3 separate regions of the Zea mays genome follow, and regions 1 and 3 are each linked to region 2. The links are chromatin contacts, called in public Hi-C and HiChIP or PLAC-seq maps. All regions are on one chromosome and are shown on one strand. The core of a region is the stretch at or near the end of the contact, and the rest is flanking DNA. Distances in the headings are between cores, read along the strand shown.

Region 1 (4,506 bases), core at 1,283-3,782, 440 kb after region 2:
ATTGCTGAAGGTGGTATGGTATTCAAAGCTTGTTCTTTTCTGGATAGCTTCAGCTATAAACATTATCATAGTCCTTGAATTGAATGAACACATTGTTTCAGGTATGACATTTGGTATGGGTAGTGCCATTGCACACAGGGAACATGACTGTTGACACTATATTGGGTCCTCGGACCATTCAGCATGAGACTGTTGTCTCAGAAGCTGCTGCTGCCACCCCGGCTGCTCCAGCGATCAATGTTGATGCTTGCAGCATCCATTCTAAGGCTTTCCAATATGTATGTTTGCTTGCCACTTTCTGTTTCCTAATTTTTCTTCGGTCTGGTGCATCAAACATTTGGTTTGTCACTTCATAGTAAAGGTTGTGGTAACTTATTTAGTTGTACAAGAGCTACATGTGGCCATTCACATTTTGTTTGTTATATATTCCCTTCATCTTGAAAAACTTCATTTTAAATAAAGGGTCCAATTTTGGTAATATGTGAAATGCCTGATATATGGCCCTTATCTGTTATTTAAACAGGTCTGTTCAGTTAAATAAATATTTATGTAACTATTAGGTATCTTTGTTTTTAGCTGATGTTTGGTCTAATGTGAGTGACATTACTAAGTGACTGTCAATTTCCTCTGGGACAATGAACCTGCAAGTATCAAGAGGTGCCTGTTTTTTCTTTTACCGAGCCTGCTAATTACTTGTCATCAAAGCTAGGCTCTCAAGCAATTTTTACAAGGGTATGATCGTTTTACACGGTTGGCTTTGTTGAGACCATGTTAAGAATTATGGACCTGCTTTTTGTATACTGATTTGATGATGTCGTCACTGGCTTTTTCGGTTGATGCAGTGTAACGTTGACATGTTGGACGAGTGTCGTGGTGGTGGTGTGTCTGCCTAAGCTGCCTCTATTGGGATTATTCGTGGTTTTTATTCCATTCATGGTATCTGATTAGTTATAATAAGACACGGTGAAACTTTGATCGACCATGTCCACATCTTGAAGCTACGGTTCCTGGGATTCATACATTTTGTTATCCTATGTTGTATCTTGGTCTCTGTGATCATAAATATTAAAACGAAGCTGTTATGTTGGAATATGTGTGTGTATTTTTTCTGATCGTACATAGGGAAACCTGTTTTTGGTAATCAGGTTCATTCCGTTAATAATTTTGCGGACTCACAGGCCTACAAACACGCGCTGTTTTCAATCGTGGCGTAGTTGTCTATCTGGAAAGGTGGTCTTAAGATAAAGTTGACGAAATTTTACATTGGTAGTAGCTCTTGGCCAACTTTTTTGCATTTTAGCCTTTTAGGGTATTATTTTCACAAATACACCCTTTGCAGTTTCATTTAAAAAAATGGACCCCGGCTCGGCGCCATTATAATTGGCGCCGAGACAACGCGTGACGGCGCCAACTTTAATGGCGCCTGTTTAGGTGCCGTGGATGGTGATGTGGCAGGGGTTGGCGCCATAGATCTTGGCGCTGGCATCTCGTGTCAGGGGGTCAGCACCATACATCTTGACGCCGATCCCTGGTGTCGGCATCACGTGTCAGGCGCCGACCCCCTTTATATATCACACGAATTCTGTATTTTTCTCAATTTTTTTTAAAGTCGTCTTCATCAATTTTAAAGTAGTTCATTGCCAAATAATATTGCTCGACACTAAATAATACAGAATAAAAAATTATATATTTTCGTTGCAACGCACGTGCACTCACCTAGTCCATTAATTAAGCACTAAAAAAAGGACACTTTGCACGGTGTAGCTGACAGGTGGGCTGGTCGTGCCGGGCCCGTACGTCACAGTTGCTGTGCCGATACTGGGTCACTGTAGGGTCACCAGCAATGGTTCAGGTCGGCCGGCTGCTTGTGCTATTCTTCCAGTCGTGCCCGTGCGTGCTCTCCCCACCACCCCAGCAACACACGTAATACACCACCAAACTCACTTTTTTCCGTGATGCGCACCTAACATGCCCACTGACGCATGGGCCCTCTTCGATCCCTTTAGCGTGCGCGGGCCCCACCTGCCCGAATTGTTTGGCACGAACGCAAGCAAAGCTCGAGTTGTCACGTAGGTGAGACGTTCCAGTCCCACGACACTGCTTGCTAAACCAACCAACACCTGTACAGCACTACCACTGAAACGTGGGACGGACGTGCTAGCAGGTAGTCGGGCCATGGTGTCAGTGTAAGGCTTTTCGTTGCGATCGTGTGGCACTAAAAAATTGTAGCTTACTGACAGGTGGGACCACCCGAAGTGCACCTGGAGGTAACTCGTGGAACCAAGTTTATCCATTATCGAAACTCACCGGCGGTAAAAAGAAGCAACATGGAACTGTGCAAGGGCTGTCCCGCACAAAACTTTTCTAATCTCACTGGTAATGGGACCATGCGACCACATTGCACATGTCGGGCCCACCTGGCGGCGATAGTACAGCGAGTCTGGGTTGGGTGCGCAACGTTCGTGCCGCTACGGCTCGGCGCCTGTATGCGTCTGCAGTCCATTAAACCACCACCATCTCTTCGCGCAACGCAGCGGAAAAGCGCCATCTCATTCTTCTTCCTCCATCTTGTCTCTACTTGCCCCGCGCCGGGGAGCCGCGAGCGTCGCGCCACTCCCATCGCCTGCCCACAACTCCGGCATGGAGCCGTCGGCGTGGGCCGTCGCCTTCGCCGCACTCTGCATCGTCGCGCTCGCGCCGCCGGCCTCAGGGTTCTACCTCCCCGGCGTCGCGCCCAATGACTTCGAGAAGGTACGCGTAAGACAGCCACCCTTTGTCTCGCCTCCGTTTCTCCTCCTGGGCTCCTGGCACGAGATCTCCTCCCTAGCGCTTTGTGTGTTTGGGGATCGCGTGCGGTTCGGATCTGCTGTCGGCCGCCCCAGATCTGCGAACGCGCGGGTCGGCCGCATCGAGATCTGGCTGCGCGTGTTCGCGACGATTCTCGCTCTCCGCGCAATCAGTGGCGCTCAGAATGTTTCGGTCCTATGAGCCGTGCAAAAAGCTTCATATGTGCTTCCCCCGTCACGTTCTCGTCGTGAGATTCATCGCGGGTGGATGCGTGATGGAGACTGAAACAACGGAGATGTGCTTTCACCGGGAAATGCCCAGAGGCCAGAGTGTGCACCTAGGAGAATGTGGAGCTGCAAAACTTTACATTTACGAGTGTCTGAGTCCTCCGGCGATAAAATTCAGAGAAGGATCATATTAGGTTGTTACATTTTTAATACAAGTCGTTGTTGATTACTATATACTAGTTATGTCAACTGTTCTGATCTGGAATGTAGTTTTCATTGATTTTGTAGCGTTAAACCTAAGTACCTGTGAAGAACCTAGTTTTCACACTGCTATCGTGACAGCAGTTGCATTTTATTTGACCCTTTATCTGTAATTTTTTTGAAATTATTTTATGTTTCGTTGTATGTTTTATTTGTCTGTTTGTCAGTATCTGACCTATTGTCTTCCTACTTGTTATTAGCATTTGTCTTGAGTTTATATATTCATGTTAATACTGTTTGACATATTTAATAGCATGTGCGTCCTCGTGCTGTCTTATTACTTTCAATGTTGGAGACATGTTTCTACTACATTATTACTACTACTGTACTAAATTATAAGAAGTTCGGTTTTCTTAGATACATTGCTTTTATTATGTATCTAAGATAGTGAGTATATGTCTAAATGCACAGCGAAAGTTATGAATCTAGAAATGCTAAACCGTCTTATAATTTAGAATGGAGGGCTTAGATGTTTATGAGAAATATTTTATATTAAATATCATTACAGAAAGATCCACTTCCTGTGAAAGTCAACAAGCTGACCTCAATCAAGACACAACTTCCCTACTCCTACTATTCTCTCCCATTCTGCAAGCCGGATACCATAGTTGACAGTGCAGAAAATCTCGGTGAAGTTCTTCGTGGAGATCGCATTGAAAACTCTCCCTATACGGTTTGTTCTTTCACTGTGCATTGGTTTATCTGATCAGTGTTTGACACCTTGGGCACTAGTTTGACTGTTGAGCATATATATTTTTTTCAGTTTGAAATGAGGGAGCCTCAGATGTGTCAAGTAGTCTGCAAGATATCTGTTGGGGAGAAAGAAGCAAAGCTTCTCAAGGAGAAGATTGAAGATGAATACCGTGTTAACATGTTCGTCAATAATTTCGCTGCTTGATTCATGATCAGTTATTCATGTCTATCAGTTGTTGAAATGTAATTTCTTTAAATTGACAGGATTCTTGACAACCTACCTTTAGTCGTTCCTATTCAAAGAGTGGATCAAGAAGGTGCATATTTCTATCAACATGGATTCCATGTTGGGGCCAAAGGAAAATATTCAGGGGTAAGTGGCTATGACACATTGTTGCTCAAATGTTGTATTAATGTATAATCTTATGTGATACACTTCTCATATATTTGGCAGAGCAAAGATGAAAAATACTTCATCCACAACCATCTATCTTTTACGGTGAAATATCACAGGGATGAGCAAAGGGATGTTTCCAGG
Region 2 (4,849 bases), core at 353-2,852:
CTGTTGTCCTCCAAAGCCACAAAGAGGAAAAGCTGAGTCTTGGATCTTATCTTCGGGCTCTTGCATTTGCTTGAAAGCCTTGGCAAATATGATGTCTACATCATTACCTGTGTCGACCAGGACATTGTGCACTACGAAGCCTTTGATAACACAAGAGATAACCATGGCATCTCTATGTGGATAGTCTTTGAGACGAAGGTCATCCTGAGAGAAGGTAATAGGAATATGGGACCACTTGGTCCTAATGTAGGGTCCATGGATGCCTACATGTTGTACCCTTCTCTGGGCCTCTTTCTTTTGCTTTTTGTTGCTGAGTTCGAAGCTCAAGCCCCCAATGATGGGCAGCATAAGCTTCTCCATGAATGCTGACGAAGCTTGATGGTTTGCCATGCTCTTCGTTGTGATGTAGTTTGTTGTGGTAGTGAGATCACTGGAGGTGGGCGCCAATGTTGGTACTTGGTTTCAATTCCCCTAAAGGTATCGAAGATTAAGGCAACACAAGTAAGATGTAAAGACCTTCGTCCTTTGATGTAACACTTTCCTCGAATTGTTAGAACAAAGGTTGAAGGCTTTTAAAGAGAAACATGGTGAGGTAATATGAAAAAGACAACGTAAATATCTATGCAAAACTCATCTCTTATGCCTTAGCATTTTATTTCATCTCTTCTAATATCATACAAACTTACAAACATACCTTCAACTCCTAGACACAGGATGGCACAAAGGTTCTTCGAAGGTTAAGCAACACGAAGTTATGGTTCTTAAAAAGGTATCTTATGCAGGGCATTGTTCACCTATTTATAGGAAAGATGAACCGCCTTCGTACAAAATTACAATCATACCCCTTAAGGTTTTACACACATTATTTACAAATGACGTCATAGCTACAATGTATTTTCTCCATTCTCGGCTACGCGGGTTTAGGCCTCCATTGTTTGGAAACTTCTCTGCTGGCTTGTATTCAAAGTTCTTCTTTGTTACCTAAGCTACCGACTTCAGCTAGCATCTTTGCCATTTGCGCGCATAGGCGAAGCTTCTTTAGATGTTGCTTAGGACGAATGTCAGAAATGTACCTGAAACACACTTGTTTGTGCCGAAACGAACATTGAATGATGATTTTCGGCATAATAGGCCCACAATATTTATCTTGTTGTTTTTTGTCTACAATATCAACTTTTTTTGTAAGAATGAAAATCTTATCTACTTTATTGCTTCTTAGGGTACAAATGAATAAATGTTTATGCCTAAAGAGCCTATATTTAATAGTCGCTAAGGGGTCTAAAAATGCAGAGCCAGCCATGTGCTTGCAAGGCTACAAATGAATAAATATTTAAGTCTAAAGGATCAATATTCATGGAGGCCTAAAAAATGTAGAGCTAGCTCTAGCCGTGTAGAATACTCTCTTCGTTTTTTTATTTGTCGTATTTTAGTTTAAAAATAAATTAATCGATGATAAACAGAGATATTACTATTTTATGTTATTTTTACAGAAAACTACGTTACTGATATATTGAAGTTTAAAAATAAGCTATATGATATATGAAAGCCCGTTGGAGTTTGAAATATAGCATAGAAGGAGCTTTACTGTTTACCTGTCCAATACGGCAATACCGGCCATCCCCATTCCCCAAACCCCAATCACTTCCTCGCACGCATACACCACGCTGCCTCGCGTCGCCGCCGCCTCCGTCCACTGCCATGCCTTCCCGCCTTCTCCAGCAGCCCCTCCCTCCAGCTGCTCCACCGCCGCCTCCCTTGCTTGCCCATAGTCAACACCGCCGCCACGCCCTCCTCACCGCCACCATCGCTTCCGCAGTGGCCGCAGTAGCTTTGTTGCTCTTGCTCGTTGTCCTCCTCCGGCGGCGGAGGCTCCGGATCCCCACACTCCCGTGCTCCCCGCTGTTGGACTCCGGTCGCCCGCTCCGGCGTTACTCCCGCCGCACGCTTCGCCGCGCCACGGGCGGGTTCCACCCGTCCCGCCTCCTCGGCAGTGGCGCCGCCTCGCCCGTCTACCTCGCCACCTTCCCCGACGCCTCGCTCGCCGCTGTGAAGACGTGCGCGTCGGCGCACGAGCTCCACCTCCTCGCGTCGCTCCCTGAATCCCCTCGCCTCGTTTCCCTCCATGGCTACTCGCCCGGCCCGGGCTCCGGCGGCGGCGCTGCCGAGCGCCCGCTCCTCCTTGTCTTCGAGTACATGCCACAGGGATCCCTTCAGGGCGCGCTATTCGGAGGCGGCGACGCCGCTGCCCGCGATGGCCAGTTCCTGGACTGGCAGAAGCGGCTCGCCATCATCCGTGACGTGGCGCGCGCGCTCGCCTTTCTCCACGTTGAGTGCCAGCCGCCCGTCGTGCACGGCGACCTCAAGCCCAGCAACGTCCTCCTCGACGCTAACTTCCGCGCCAAGGTCGCCGATTTCGGCCTCGCGCGCTTCAAGACTCCCGATGCAATCGCCGCGTCTGGTGCTGCCGGGGACGATTTCATGAGCCAAGAACTCGGCGAAGCCGGCGACCACCTCTCCACCACCGCCTCCGCTGCCGGCGGGGCCAAAACGGACACAAAGGATGATTCTGGCCCGGCTGGTGCGTGGGGGAAGGAGTGGTGGTGGAAGCAGGATGGTAGCGGTGAGCTTGACTCGAGGGATTACGTCGCCGAGTGGATTGGCAGCCAAATCTGCCCGGAGAGGAACCCGGATTGGGTCAACGAGAACGAAGACGCCGCCAACGAACGTAAGAACTCTCCCTCGGGTACGCACGAAAACGCTGTGTCAGCCTCGCCGCCCGAGGACAAGAACAACACCGACTGCAATGGCAATGTGGACGTCGCCAGGAAGGAGGGGACCAAGATGAGGGAGTGGTGGAAAGAGGAGTTCTTTGAAGAGATGAGCAAGAAGGGAGGAAGCTTCGAGAAGCGGCGCTCCGGCGGCAAACCGTGGATCCGTTCGATCAGCATGAACACGGGCCACGGCGACACCAACGGCGGCGAGAGCAATTCTGTGGACCTGAGCTTCCGGAGAAGCCGGAAGCGGAGCCGGCGGCGCGGCCGGTCAGTGGGCAGCGACGTCCACAGCGGATGCGGCGGGGACTTCCTCAGCCGGGAGCTTAGCAGCACGACGAGCATGCGCGGCACGGTGTGCTACGTTGCGCCGGAGTGCGGCGGCGGGCCTTTTGAGCACGGCAGCGATCTGCTGGAGAAAGCCGACGTGTACAGCTTCGGCGTTCTCGTGCTAGTGATCTTGTCCGGTCGGCGGCCGCTGCACATCCTGTCGTCGCCGATGAAGCTGGAGAAGGCGAACCTAGTGAGCTGGTGCCGGCAGCTGGCGCGAGCCGGGAACGTGCTCGAGCTCATGGATGAGCGGCTGGCCGGCGGCTACGACAAGGACCAGGCCACCAAGTGCGTGCAGCTCGCGCTGCTCTGCCTGCAGCGGCAGCCGGAGCTCCGGCCGGACAGCAAGGACATCGTCAAGATCCTCGACGGCGACATGGAACTTCCGCCGGCGCCGGTGGAGTTCTCACCGTCGCCCCGCCTGCGGCCTTTCCCGCGGTCTTCGCGCCGGCCAGCACAGCCTGATGCCGCCGAGTGATGATGGTACCTCTGCTCCTTGCGGATCTGCTGTTTCGTTCGTGATTGATGTGTGTGAATTGACAAAACCCATGGTGCCGTGTAGATTGTTTTGTTTTGTGTACATAGGAGCAATTCAGCTTCCGCCATCTAACACTTGAATACATTCCATGCCAATTCAAAAATTAACGAAGCATCTTGCAGAAAACAAACGTAGTCAATCCTGAAGAGCACTCATTCTGTAACAACAAATTCTTGTATTCTTCGTTTTTTAGAACTGACGTTGCTTGTGAAATTTTGCAACAATATTTTAGGATACTATTGAATATGGCAACTTTTTCTTTGAATATAGCAACAATATGAAAGCGAACAATCATATACACTGGCTATACAGTACTAGTAGTAATGTATTTGAAGAGATTGCTGATACCACAGAAAACGAAGCACATTGCGTAGCACTTCCGTAACGTGTCAGTACACCAAAAAAAAACCCGGTCAAATCTATAACGCGTCCCTGTCGATGGCATCGTCTCGCACCAAGGTCAACTGTACATAAATAAACCGGAAATTTTTTTCTTTCTTTCGTTACAGCCTGACTCTTAAAAATCTGGGTACAAGAATTTTCGAAAGGGCGAGTTGAAGTTTCAGCGATGCCCATAGTGGCCCGCTACGGCACTAGCACGGGTTGCTGTCTGTGGAGTCAAACATTTTTCACCAAAGCTTTTCCTGTAAAATTTCATCGTACCGAACATATAAAATCTCCACAAATCCAACAAAAGTGTCGGCAAAATCCATTCATCGATACATGCATAGCTGCGCTACATCTTTCGCGCTCCACCATTGTAGGCGTCGACAAAGGGTCAAAGGCTACAAGCAAGCAAGTAGTGGGGGTGGTCCTCCAAAGTACAAAGCTAATCCCTCCCAGGTCACCGAGATAACACTTGATTAGCAGCATGCATGCAAGATGATTGTTGGAAACGGTGCTGCTGATTGGTGTGGTGACTCTTGTGGGTTTTGCACTCAAAAGTGCTCTGCTGTGGACCCATTCACATGGCATTGCCCTGTCCCACGTCCACATGGCTTCACAGGTCTAGGTTTTTGTTTGATTGACATCCAGGGTTGCGTTGCGACCTGTCTCTGCACTGGAATCGACAATTGTATGTTTGGATTTGTCTACCTGCTCGTCTTTCAATCGCTTTGTTGGTGTTGCTTTGCATGAGAAACCTATCACCAATTCTGGAAGTTGATGTCATCGCTCTTCTCATTTTACAGGCTCCCAAAAATGTTAGGAT
Region 3 (4,451 bases), core at 735-3,234, 270 kb before region 2:
CCCATTTGGATCACTGGAATTGAATTCCATTCTAATATAGTAATTTAGGCATATATCAATTAAGCTAATTCACTTTTATACAAAATATATTTGTATACTATTATTAGCAAGATGTCCTAGATATTTATGTGCTACATTTTTATTATAGAGGAGTAGAACGAAGAGTGTCATGTAAGTTACAGATTAGAAACAAATTCTAATCATGCATAAAATCATTTCCTATCCTCCACCCTATGAATTTTAGATAGGCTTATATCTGAACTTTGGAAAGTGGTGGAATGCCAAATTCCAAACTAAATAAGTTACTTTATTGAGTGAATTCCAATTCCTTTAAAATGAAGGGATCCAAACGCCCCATAAGTGATTTGTAAAGCTAGCAAGAGACACCTAATTGTGTGGTCATCCTTGCGGGGTCTTTGTGACCCACGAGATTAAGAAGAAGCACTCAACTGGTCTAGGTGACCGATTGAGAGAGGGAAACGGTTGAAAAAGACCCGACCTTTGTGGCCTCCTCAACGGGGAGTAGGGTCATTGAAACTGAACCTCGAGAAACAAATCACCGTATTCATTTGTGTTGATCATCACCATTCGATTTGTTTCTTCCCTCTCCTCTCTCTCTAAAAGTTCTCATGCTCACAATACTTTTGAGTTAGCTCCCAAAGTTATCCACATTGATTGAGCAACTCATAGCAAGAAGAACTATCTTCCGCACTCCGTATTTATTATTATTTGTTTCTAACCCTAATTCCGGTTGAAGTGTCTGTTCAAAGTTTATAAATTTCAGGTTTCGCTTATTCACCCCCTCTAGGCGACTTTCAATGACACTATATATCTCTAGTTGACCATCGACTGACCGATATTAGGGGTTTTCAGCAAACAGATGGTGTCTTCGGTCTTCCTCAGAGTCGACGAGCTCATCAATGATGCTAGATCGGACAGTGTGGGGTTCAGCTAGGGATTTTGCTTGCCGCCATGCCATTATAGGCCATGACGGACTCACAATGCATAGAATGAGGGTGACAGAGCAACCCGAAGTGCCTGATCGATGGTGGGGGTGCTCACGGTGGCCCTTAACTCCTACGATGAGCACTTGAAAGTGTTGTAGGGATAAATCAAATGCATGTAGGGGTACAATAAACTGGGTATCTTCTGGCAAAGCTGTAACACCCCAGGTGTTACTGTACGTAAACAGCGAATATGGACGTAAGTACGGGATATTAATAAGAATAACAGTCTCTATGTCTTAATCTGTTTCGTATGTCGCGAGTTCGACATCGTTTTTATCTTTATCTATCCGGGCTCTTCCTAAATTTTCGTGATGTTCGGAACATAGTTGTTCCGAAAATCGGTGAGTCCGGTAATTATTTAAAATTCATCGCTCGCGCAAAGACGAATTTGAAAATTTAGTCCAGTCCTCCGATTGCATCCCAAACAAATTAAATAGAACTCGACGACTAGAATTTCCAGTGCCAAATAATTCTGTCCTCCCTCTTTAAAATGAGAAATTGCATTTAAGGATTTTAAATTGGATTGTTTATTCAACGCGTTATTTTGGCGACGAAATGGAGTATACATTAGCAGATATGGTTTCGACTAATTTCAATCAAATCGCAGAGCAAATTATCGAAGCCAAAATCAGTTTAATTTGGTCAGTTTCTTCTCGCCTTGATATAAATCTTCAAAAGTGAATTAATGGTACGAATTCTTCCGACTTCAGAGTATTCGTCAAATCAAATCCTGTCCAATTGTTGCTGTCGATCTTATTCGTTTGACTCTCCTATATATCTTATAGACCCTCATTTTATACCCCAAAATATCCACAATTTCCTTTAATAAAAAAAATCTGAAAAGAAAAATCTTTTCTCCGTCCCTATCCTACCACCGCTCTCTCCGTTAATTTTCCTGGAGCAGCCATGGACGCGTACGTCTCCTGCCTTCATCCGTTGATTTTTTTTTCAGCCGCTGTCCTCTGCCTTATCCCCCACGCGTAGGCTTCTTCTGCAGCCGCCTGCTCCCTTGCGCCACTGCTCAGGTCGGCGTTCCTCTCCCTCTCCTCATCTCCATGGCCGGAGCTCCCTCCTCTCCCTCTTCCATGGCCGGCGTCCCCTTCAGCTCCAACTCGGCCTCCATCCCATGGCGCCCGGCCGCCTCTTCTCCCCCATGGCGCTCCTCCCCTGCTCCTCCGACGCGGCGGCTTCCGGCTCGCTCGACCGGCCATGGTGGCCGCGCAAGCCTCCTGGCCGCGGGCGGCTCTAGCCCAGGCCACCTTCGCGCCCGGGGTTATGGCGCGCGTCCCTACGCCTAGCTAGGCGCCTAGCCTTTGTCTCCGTCGCGCCGATCCGCGCTCGCCAAGGTCACCCGCCATCGCCCAGCTCAGCGGCTTCCCCTGCTACAAAGTTCGTCGTCTGTCCGTACGTCGCCTGCTGCTTATATCCTAGCCAGGTCAACCTTGTCATGGTGCTGGAGCTCTCGTGGATCCGGCATGTCGTCTACTTGCAGCTCCGGCAGGCCGCGTCGTCACACTGTTTACTCCTTTGATGCCGTCAAGCTACATCGCTGCATCGGCTCGATGGCAAGGCTCGCCTGACACCATGTTGTCCCTGTTGCCACGTTCCTCGTTGTGTTCGGTTCCGGTTGCGCCGTCGGATGCACACCTCCGGAGCTCGCCGGTGTCATGTTCTAGTCAGCATCATGTCCTGCGCGACACGCTCTAGTGTCGTTTGTCGCGTATTGCACGTCCTCACCATCTCCAACTTTCAACGTTCACTGTTGTCCGCTACGCGCAACCATGCGACAACCACGCCATCCACGACATATGTTCGCGCCAAAAATCCGAGAAAATTAGACATAAAAGGAAACAAATCAGCATGTAGCCAGAAAATTTTTGATGTGAATGGAGAAGGCAGTAAAGTCCGCGTGGTGCTCACCACGTGCTCGACGTAATGATAGAATTGGAACTCGTAGCTGTGCTCGTGGCCTTCAAGACGGATTAAATTATTGGTGAGCTGTCGTCGCTCTCGCTCTTCATTTTAATATTTCTCATCAGATTGGTATACTTGCGTTATTAATGTGGGCCGGTGACGTGCGCGTAAATCACAGTAGTGAATTAGTACAAGAATAAAATTTGATCGTGTAGAATAGTGAAGTACAGTACGTCGCTCGTCACGTATTTGTTGTTATGGACGGACCGAGAAGCATCGTCGATTTCGTGGGTTCAAGTAGTATTTTAGTATGAAGAGCCGATTTGTTATTCCTGTTAGTTGCATTGTTAGATAGATTGAATAAATATGTGGGGTAGGATTTGTAAAGCTAGCGATAGGTTTAGCATCTCGAACGAGTAATCGACAGGCTCCGTCAATGTTATGGTATTAATTTTTGCTTGTATGATAAAGTGATATTTTGCTTTAATTGTCATCATAATATTTGCTTTAATTTTCATCATAATATACGTGTAATAAATAGTTAAATGAATTAAAAGAATGTGATGTCCTATTTTAGTTGTCATTATACTCGAGGTTTAATGGTTGGTTAAACATCATTAATAGATGTTGCTTGCTCCTCCTAGTATCTAGGAGTGAGTAACATAGATAAATTTGTTTCTATGCAAATCCAAGAACTTTATAGTGGGGAAATGTATTTAGGCGCTTCAAGTCTTTTTCTTCTAAGTTGTAGATGTCCTAGGTTGATAAGTTTAAGTTATGGTAAAGTTAAGAAGATTTAGTGCTTAAGCATGGTTCACGAGTACTTAATGTTTGAATTAGATCCGATTAAATAAGAAGCTCGAATATTATAGTTAGTCTTATATTGACAACTGGCGTTTCTTGTAATTGGTTCTAATGACTTGTTAATAGTGTGTAATCCTCGATCATGTAACATTGTCTAGTATTGTGCTAGTTCTTCTTATATTCATACATGTGCATTATGCATATCATTTAGGTATGTTAAGTGATCACGTGATGTGGAGGACTAGAGCTGAGTCGACCACAAGATGTCGTAAAGCACGACCTACTCCGAAAGATGATGCTGATGGACGAACCTGAAGATGGATAATCTGAACAAGTGCCAAGACAAAGGATGGTCGTCAAGTGATCGTCGTCTAACAAACACTAACCTAGTGTTATCCAGGCAAGCCCCGGTGCATGCAACCACTTCCTTGTGTTTTTAAATGATTTTTACACAGTTTAAGTCTAGCGAAATGTGCATTAAGTTTATAGGAATTGCTTGGAAACTCTTTGATGCATTGACTACCATTATATCCATTCCTATTATAGATACTTCTTTGGAAGTATCAAATATTGTTTACAAAAAATGCTTAGCCCTACTTAGATCTTGTAGATAGAAGTTGTCTATTGCAATAATGCCTAGATCAGGGGTTATCCTGATGAAGGATGGCTTCTACCTGCAAGAATATTTTCATTGGGAGCATGGTGGGATCTTATTGCAAAGTTCCC

The links. A called contact is a pair of places that touch in the nucleus more often than the background predicts. HiChIP or PLAC-seq counts read pairs in DNA pulled down with a chosen protein or histone mark.
Region 1: an H3K4me3 HiChIP or PLAC-seq map of leaf shows a contact between it and region 2, with 2.8 times the contacts expected there. The contact joins the promoter of LOC100191479 here to the promoter of LOC100286175 in region 2. A contact is called at or near these places in 4 of 25 Hi-C or Micro-C datasets (bundle sheath, ear, leaf and 1 more) and 1 of 3 datasets of contacts at active chromatin or transcription factors (leaf).
Region 3: a contact with region 2 is called in a Hi-C map of bundle sheath, with 2.8 times the contacts expected there. The contact joins the enhancer-like site here to the promoter of LOC100286175 in region 2. A contact is called at or near these places in 4 of 25 Hi-C or Micro-C datasets (bundle sheath, ear, leaf and 1 more).

Annotation. Positions count from the first base shown.
Region 1 is chr10:48,567,152-48,571,657 of Zm-B73-REFERENCE-NAM-5.0, forward strand. It overlaps LOC100191479 (putative Transmembrane 9 family protein member 2), which reads left to right and starts at 2,533. Exons shown (of 7, transcript NM_001136911.3): 1 at 2,533-2,751; 2 at 3,784-3,948; 3 at 4,039-4,148; 4 at 4,233-4,341; 5 at 4,423-4,506. The coding sequence starts at 2,641.
Region 2 is chr10:48,124,709-48,129,557 of Zm-B73-REFERENCE-NAM-5.0, forward strand. It overlaps LOC100286175 (ATP binding protein), which reads left to right and starts at 1,603. Exons shown (of 1, transcript NM_001159063.2): 1 at 1,603-3,662. The coding sequence starts at 1,699. The coding sequence ends at 3,579.
Region 3 is chr10:47,858,892-47,863,342 of Zm-B73-REFERENCE-NAM-5.0, forward strand. No RefSeq gene overlaps it. Among protein-coding and RNA genes, the nearest start is that of LOC100280879, 93 kb to the left of the region's middle. Within about 2 kb of position 1,985, at least 17 of the 20 cell types and tissues checked have an H3K27ac peak or open chromatin away from gene starts, as enhancers often do. A contact at or near this core is called in bundle sheath, ear, leaf and 1 more, where this site is marked.